2 separate regions of the Mus musculus genome follow, and region 1 is linked to region 2. A link is a contact called in public promoter capture Hi-C data. All regions are on one chromosome and are shown on one strand. Each heading gives the region's core, a stretch centred on a gene start, on an enhancer-like site or on the middle of the called end of the contact. The rest is flanking DNA. Distances are from core to core; before and after follow the strand shown. Region 1 holds the start of Hspa8 (heat shock protein 8). Region 2 holds the start of Srpr (signal recognition particle receptor ('docking protein')).

Region 1 (3,817 bases), core at 757-3,256, 5.6 Mb before region 2:
ATTCCCTCATAGAGAGAATCAATCTCAATACTGGCCTGGGTGCTGGAGGAGAGGGTGCGCTTGGCCCGCTCGCAGGCCGTGCGGAGACGGCGGACAGCTCTCTTGTTCTCACTGATGTCTTTCTTGTGCTTTCGCTTGAACTCAGCAATGAAATGATTGACCATTCGGTTGTCAAAATCTTCTCCACCTAAGTGGGTGTCTCCAGCTGTTGATTTGACCTCAAAAATTCCATCCTCAATAGTGAGGATTGACACATCAAAAGTGCCACCTCCCAAGTCAAAAATGAGCACATTCCTTTCAGCTCCGACCTGTCAAATAAGACATTCTTAGCTCAGGCCTGTTTCTGGCAAGTTAACCCTAACAAAGTTGTACTTGATTTGAAATGCCTACCTTCTTATCTAAGCCGTAAGCAATAGCAGCAGCAGTTGGTTCATTGATGATTCGAAGTACATTGAGGCCAGCAATAGTTCCAGCATCTTTTGTTGCCTGTCGCTGAGAGTCATTGAAGTAAGCGGGCACTGTGACCACAGCGTTGGTAACGGTCTAAAAAACAATGAATTGCACAATTGTTTGGTTGGCAAATTCCCGATCAGAATGTGTGAATTAAACATAAAGGTAACACCCATCTCAAATGGCACCTGTTAAAAAAAAAACCCACCTTTCCGAGGTACGCTTCTGCAATTTCCTTCATCTTTGTCAGAACCATGGAGGACACTTCCTCTGGGTAGAAACTTTTTGTCTCCCCTTTGTATTCCACTTGGACCTTGGGCCTGCCTGCATCATTCACCACCATGAAGGGCCAGTGCTTCATATCAGACTGAACAACAGCATCATCAAACCTACGCCCGATCAGACGTTTGGCATCTGTAAAATATTAAACATACCTCATCACACTCCTTAGTGCCTATCACTGCAAAAAAAAAAAAAACCAAAAAAACAGAAAACAAAAACCTGCAGCACCCATCTAGATGGACGTAATCTCTAGTGCAGGAAGCCAAGGCCCATATTTAAAATCTTGTGGCCTTATATTGTCATATTTAAACAGTTGCAATCTCAGGCTGCAGTTATTAAGGCAGATCTGTTTCTACATTCCAAATGCCCTGCCCCCCAGCCCTTTTACTCATGCTAGTGGCACAAAGATGCTGGCGACTTACCAAAAACTGTGTTGGTGGGGTTCATTGCAACCTGATTCTTGGCCGCATCCCCAATTAATCTCTCTGTGTCCGTGAAAGCAACATAGCTTGGCGTGGTGCGGTTACCCTGGTCATTGGCAATAATTTCCACCTTTCCATGCTGGAAGACACCCACACAGGAGTAGGTGGTGCCGAGATCAATGCCAACTGCAGGTCCCTTAGACATGGTTGCTATTAGAAAAAAAAAGGAGGGGGGCTAAGCACTCGCTTTCCGGCTTTTATCCAGTCCGCAGTGGGTCTGGACTTGGTGACCCAGACCTATCACCTGAAGCCACGCGGCAGGCTCGTGGCAGCAGTGCTGCAGTATAGGTGGTCTGTGCCAAGCCTGGCACAGCCCGCCCAAGGCTCAAGGAACCATCTGTCCTAAAGGTCTGCGACAATGGTGGAGCACGTGGCCACCTCCGAGCGCCCCCCGAACCCCCCCCACCCGGACCGCGCACCGCGGGAGCCAGGATCCCCCTTTCCCACCTCGGGGGGCCCTGCCCTGTGGGCGCCGGGCAGAAGCCTTATATTTGAAGTCACAGACAGGATAAAAAGACCAGGGCGCCTGTGGCTCCCCTCCCCCGCCACGCGGAGCCACAAGGCCATGGCGGCGCCGCCCTGACTCAGCCCATCCTCCGGATCTGCTGCAGTCTCTGTCCCTGGTGGTGACGGCCTGAGCTGCAGCCGCCGCCTAAGAGACTCCCCGGGACTCCTGCACCACCCCGGACCCCCGCAAACCCCCGAGTCCCATGCCTCACCTTGTGTGTAGGCCCAGCTGCGCTGACGACGAGACCACACAAATGCCAGGCAGCTGCCTCCGCGTTCAATGAGACCGGTTTCCGCCCGCTTCCCTCTCTCTTATACCCTGTCTTAGAACCTTCCAGAAGGGTGCCGCCCCATCCCGCTGCCGATCATAGCTTCTTAGCCAATGGACGACCAGCCCTTGCCGACTGCACTAATGAAGAGCCAGAACGCTCGCCTAGGTCCCGCCTTCTCCCCGCCCCGCCTCGCGATGACGCACGACCGCGGCGTTCTGGAACTTTCACGCTCGCCCCCGCTCTGGGAACGGCCCGGGGGGAGCGGAGAAGGCGGGGCGCCGGGAGCCCGCGCGCGGGAGTCCTCTGTCACTCAGAGCTGCTGGGGGAGGGGAGAGGGTCGCCGGCGAGTGCGCGTGCGCGACCCGGCAGCGCAGGCGGGAGGGGGCGGAAGGATGCCCTGGGAGGAAGGCGGGTACCTCCGCGACGGACCAATGAGAGCAGCGTTCGGCCGGATCCCTACCTCTTGGGACCCCGGGCTGCCTGAGAGAAGAGCCTGAGGGAGGGGGAGTCCGGGAAGAGAAGACGGAAGTGGGGCGAGGACAAAATGGCTGCGAAGGTTGTTGCGCCCCTCCCCCACACGACCCTCGGTCCTTCTCCCTGAGCCCGGCGGTTTCCCGGCCTCGGGCTTGGTCCACCCCAGCCTGAGACTAAGGAGCACTGCTAGGCTTCTTGTTTCGTGCTGCCAGCTTGTGGGAGGCTAAGCCGCCGCGCTATCTCGCTGGCTTTCCCCACCCCTCACCCCCCACAAAATGGGACACCTCGATTCCCCCCCCCCCCAGTGCGGAGGCTCGATCTGCCTGGCTCGCCACATGTCCCCAGGATCGTTTGTGATCCTCTATCAAAGAAATGGCCCAGTCCTCTCTGCTTACCCCTGAGCCGAACGCCCCTCCCCACCTCCGCTGTCCCACAGGGGACAGCGTGACCTCTGTCCCCTCTCTGCTCCACCAGACTCATCAGTTAATGGAATAAATGTACGAAAGATAAATGTTTTTTGTCCCTTTGTGGGTGAGCTAGGCACTGGCATTCCTGGTTTCCGGCAGCCCCGTGTCCTTGATAGAGTGATCGCGACCTTTTTATTTTCAGTAACATGAGGTAATGTCTCTCCTGACTTGACTTTTACCAAAAATTAAACGCCCGGCCGCGCTGAGTCCTTGAAAACGTGACTGAGCCAATGGCCGGAGCGAGTGCTTAGACTCTGAAACCGCAGTGCCTGGAGGCTGGGCGTTCCGGGCCTCGTCACACCCGGCTCTCTAGCACTTTCCACGCGTCCTTTCAAATAGGCAGGGAGTGCAGCTCTTTATTAGTTAGATAGGTTGTCTTTTTATTTTTTAAAGAATACTGTTGTGGCGTTTAAATTGGAAGGTCTCCAGACCACGTGAGGAAGGCTAGCGGAAGACCGGGGACTCTTTGTCCTTGTCAAAAGCTAGTAATCACTAAGACAGTCATAAATAAATTTTTTCTTTGGTATTTGCATCTCGGGAGGAATGTTGGCTTGGAGTTCATGGGAGGATGTACAAGGATGTAACTCTGTTGCAGTTCAAGAAGATCGTTTTAATACAATGCTTTTTGCTAACCTAAAGTGTACATAACATGTAAAGTGCTCTCTATAAATATCAAAACACTTTTCTAAGGTATGTAGTACCCCATATTAGAAACCTGAGGGAAAGTGAGACACAGAGACATTACTTATAGGAATAGACACAACTGTTTTTTCTTGGAATCACCCTCTCCACTTTTTTCTTTTTTCTTTAAGCTAAGGTGTGGTGGTTCGAGCTTTTAGTTAGCACTGAGGAGAAGGATCAAAAGTTTTGCTAGACAGAAGTT
Region 2 (4,341 bases), core at 231-2,730:
ACAAGAGGACAACTCTGACTTAAGAAAAAGATCCCACATATCAAAAGGACTATAAGAAACAAGCTACAAAATGTGACTGGTTTGAACCCATGTAAATATTGATGCGCCACCGACAGGCAGGCACTCTTAAATCATGAAAATTTTCCCTTTGAACGGAGGAAAGCCTCTCACCGAAGGAGCCGCAGGAAGTCATTTTGGAAATCAAATGTGCCATTCAATAGACTTAAAGCACTCTGTTGTTGGATCTCTGTGCGATACTTATCCCGGAACAGTCGGTGCACATCATCTATCAACTTGTCTACATAGGTCAGCGTGAGGATCTTCTGAAAGCCAACCTGTTTATGGAAGGAGACGGAGCCAATAGATCTCCTTACATGCCAGCCCAGAATGGAAGGAAGCCAACTCAACCCAAGCCTCCAGAGATAGGTTTCCTGCCCCGGGAGAGCCAAGCTTACAATCTTACCCAGAAGTCGCTTGCTTTCTCCCCTCCACATTCCTAACTTTTTTCTATCACTTTATCACATACACAATACCCACAATTAATTAGGTTCATCAGTGGGGATGCTGTTGAGAACATAACTTGTCTTTCTAACATACCCCCACTTACCACAAACACCAGCTCAAACTGGTTGTCCAGTTTATACTTGAGTGTGAGAGCCTCATGAGTGAAAGAGTTGTTACCGCCCCGTTCCTGGAAAAAGAGCGTTTCAGCAGTCAGGCTACATCCACAGCAAAACCAGACTTTGGACTACGTTTGGGAAATAACCAGATATAATCCTGCCCTCAACAAGGGAGTTCTGGGACATTTCTAGCACCCCGTGAGAAAAAAAGACAGACAGACAGACACCAGGTAAGGACAAGGGGTAAAGCTGGGACAGGAGACAGGACACGTGGGAGCCAGGAAGTAAACAGTCATATATAAACAATCAGATCTTCTAGCAGCTGTGAACCATCTACTGTTCCTGAAAGGTGTTCTCGCATCCACAGTTTCACCCAACGTCAAAACAGCAGAAAACCACGCTGCTCGGATGAGTGGAGAGGGAGTTCGAGTCCATTAGGACGCCAGAACGTGGCTAGAGCCCCGGAAACGGGAGGAGTGGGGGGCGTCGCAAAGTTTCGGGATACTGTGATCCAGGCAAGGAAGTCGATCCTGGGTGGCCGGTAACCGACCAGTTTGAGGAGATCAGAACGGAAAGTGCGGAGTGACTACTGGAAAGGGGACCACAGTCTGGGTCTGAGGGACGACAGCCCGGAGTTCTGCCCCGCGGGGGTGGTACCTGCAGCAGTACGGAACGAATCAACGCGTTGACGGGCCCGGTGCACGAGTCGCTCACGCCCTGGAAACACCAGAGCACAAGCCCGCCCTTCGAGAAGATGGTGAAGAAGTCAAGCATGACGGAAGCGGGAGAAGACTTGAGGCCGAGACCGGGGCCGGGAACTCGGGCCGCGTCCGCCGCCGCCGCTTCCTGCTGCGCCAAGCGCGGGACACGTCACACCAGCAGCCCCCGGAAACCGGTTCAGCCGCACTTCCGCTACGAGCCTCCGTGGTCCCGCCCCTTTCCCGCTCAGGGCGCGCGAGATGACGTAGACTCAAGCCTGACCAATAGCACACAGGGGCGGGACTCCAGAGGCGATAGCTCCCCTATAGCGTGGAGGGGTGGAGCCTGAAGAGCACTGCCGGCTAATCGGCGCGTTCGTGTCTATTCCCCGTGGCGCGGACCGATGACAGGAAGGACAGAGTCGGCTTGAGGGGAACCCACCTCAAGCTGAAAGAAGCCGGGCTCTAAGGCCATGTTTCGCAGAGCGCTGCGTCTTGGCTTGGGCCCGGGCCTCCCATACCGGGGGCTACGCACACGCAAAGGAGGCTTTACTCTGGGTAAAGCTGAGGGCAGCAGTGGTTCTGGGGAGCCCAAACCCTCCATAGATGTGACCTTCAAGGTTCGACCCCCTGCCTCGTGCGGGCGGGACAGCGAGTTAGCTGGGGGAAGGGGTAGGCTTGCCTACTAAAGGTCAAAGAGCCGAGGCAAGTGTATGGCTCTCAAGGAGGCACTTCCCAGTGGACAATGCCATATAAATGGAAGCTTGCTGGCGATGATGGATAAGGATAAGAAACCATTACAAAGGTGCCCGGCTTTAGAAGGCTGTGCAGTATGAAGTATACTAGGGACTCGTTCCCTGGGCCTGGCATATCTGAGAATGGGGTTCAGGAGGGAGAGAGATCTGCAAGAGCTAAATAATGTGAGTCACATCTCGCTTGATGGGGAAACAGAAAGTAATTTCAGGAAGTTGAATCTTCCAGTGTTAGAGATCCATGATATTGGGGCCTGGTGGGACAAAGACCAAACAACAAAGTTCTAACAATACTGCTGCATATGAGTTGATCTTATGAGAAAGGATGACATTGGAGGTGTGGCAATCCAAATGCCTATTTCAGCCCCCCTTTTCCTGTACCCATCCTCCAACCCCCAACCACGCAGAAAAGAACATAAGTCATCTAACTGTAACTATGTCCTGCAGACTGGGATGCAAAGGTGTCTGACTTTAAGAAGAAGGTTGATTCCATCCTGCCTGGAAAGAAATATGAAGTGCTGTATGACACCAGCCACCTGCCCCCAGAACAGGCGGATGTGGTCATCATAGGAGGTGGGATTCTTGGTCTGTCTGTGGCCTTTTGGCTGAAGAAGCTGGAGAGTAGAAGAGGTGCCATTCGGGTGCTGGTGGTGGAGCAGGACCACACGGTGAGGTCAGGGAGTAAGGGCAGTCATCTTATTGAGGACACAGACTGTGGCATTGAGGGCAGGGACTGTGCTTTGGACTTTGGAGCTTAAGAAATAGTTCCAGGCTCTTCCTCCCTCAACAAAGACCCGCAGCAATAACATTGTTTTGTTGGGGAAGGGGAAGAGACTTTGCTACTGTTGTTTAATCTCTTTGGAGATGGGGTTTCAATATATGGCTGAAGCTGGCCCTGAACTCAGCATTTTCCATTCTGTGCCTCCCAAGTGCTCCGATTACACGTGCTCCAGAACATTTACCCATACTTGCTCCTTGAAAAATGATTCCCCTTTGCATTTAAATGTATAACTGACAGCTTCCATTGCAGGATTCCATTATATATTACATCATGACAGTCTACGTCGGTTTTTCTTTTCACAGTATTCACGGGCTTCCTCCACAGGGCCTTCTGTGGGCGGGATTTGGCAGCAGTTTTCCGTGCCTGAGAATGTCCAGCTCTCACTCTTTTCAATCAACTTTCTCCGGAACATAAATGTATGTACAGTAAGATTTGAAGGCTGGGGTGGGAGTCCCTTCTTTAGCCCAGAGATCAGTAGCCTAGCTGGTAAGGGGAACCAAGGAGAAGAGTGTGTTTGAGGCAACAAGATATTGGGATCCTTGACTGTCTTCCAGTGTTGGTGCCTAGAGAAGGGTTTGTCCTGATCTGGGCCACTGCTCCTGGAGCTGTGGTGAGGCCAGGGAGGTTCCCTTTTGTCAGCCTCCTTGGAGAGCAGCTCTTTTTCTTTGCACTCAGGAGTACCTGGCTGTGGTGGATGCTCCTCCTGTGGAACTTCAGTTCAACCCTTCCGGCTGTCTCTTGCTAGCTTCAGAAAAGGATGCTGCCACCTTGGAAAACAATGTGAAAATGCAAAGGTGGGTGCCCAGCACTGCCCTGAGCTGCTTCTTGGCTTCACATACTTCACTGAGCTCTTATACCAAGTTAGAAATCGGGAAGCTGAAGGTCAAGTCATAAGAATCTCCTCATTAGTAGCTCTTATTATCAGGAAAAATGGGCCTATTTAACCTTCAAGGCCCCATGACGAGGACTATCGCCCAGTCGTGGACACTTAGCACCCATGTAAGATACTCCCAAACCTAACAAACCAGAATCTCTAGGGAGTGGCCAGGGTACTGGGCTTCTAACAAGAATCCTAATTTAGGGATCAGCAAATTCTATAAAGGGCCAGACAGTAAATATTTTAGGTTTTCTTGTCATTTTGTCTCTGTTTCAACTTTTCTGCTCTGCCATTATAGCACAAAAGTAGCCACAGACAAAAAACATAGAAATAATTGAGTGTGGTCCACAAATAAAAGTAGGCAGCAGGTTGGCCTTAGCACATTGAGCTTCACATCAATTAAGGGTTGAACATCTTTGTGATATGGTATGCACAGGCTCTCTTCTGATATGCTGTGAATCTCACTAGTGAAACCAGATAAATGTCTGCGGATGCTAACTCATTAATTAATTTAATCAGAACATCCCATTTTACATGTGGGGAAACTGGGACAAGATCTAGTAAAGCTGGCATTGAGCCTCAGTTTAAACTAGACACTGGCTCATAGGAGTGT

Evidence for each region. Capture Hi-C pulls out chosen DNA fragments and counts their contacts.
Region 1: a contact with region 2 is called in a promoter capture Hi-C map of adipose tissue. The contact joins the promoter of Hspa8 here to the promoter of Srpr in region 2. A contact is called at or near these places in 2 of 39 promoter capture datasets (liver and pre-B cells) and 1 of 9 other capture datasets (adipose tissue).

The regions. Positions count from the first base shown.
Region 1 is chr9:40,799,465-40,803,281 of GRCm38.p6, reverse strand. It overlaps Hspa8 (heat shock protein 8), which reads right to left and starts at 2,006. Exons shown (of 9, transcript NM_031165.5): 1 at 1,934-2,006; 2 at 1,155-1,364; 3 at 659-864; 4 at 391-543; 5 at 1-308. The coding sequence starts at 1,359.
Region 2 is chr9:35,208,342-35,212,682 of GRCm38.p6, reverse strand. It overlaps Srpr (signal recognition particle receptor ('docking protein')), which reads right to left and starts at 1,480. Exons shown (of 14, transcript NM_026130.1): 1 at 1,278-1,480; 2 at 608-691; 3 at 172-335. The coding sequence starts at 1,394. It overlaps Foxred1 (FAD-dependent oxidoreductase domain containing 1), which reads left to right and starts at 1,628. Exons shown (of 11, transcript NM_001291448.1): 1 at 1,628-1,876; 2 at 2,518-2,738; 3 at 3,154-3,267; 4 at 3,527-3,645. The coding sequence starts at 1,792.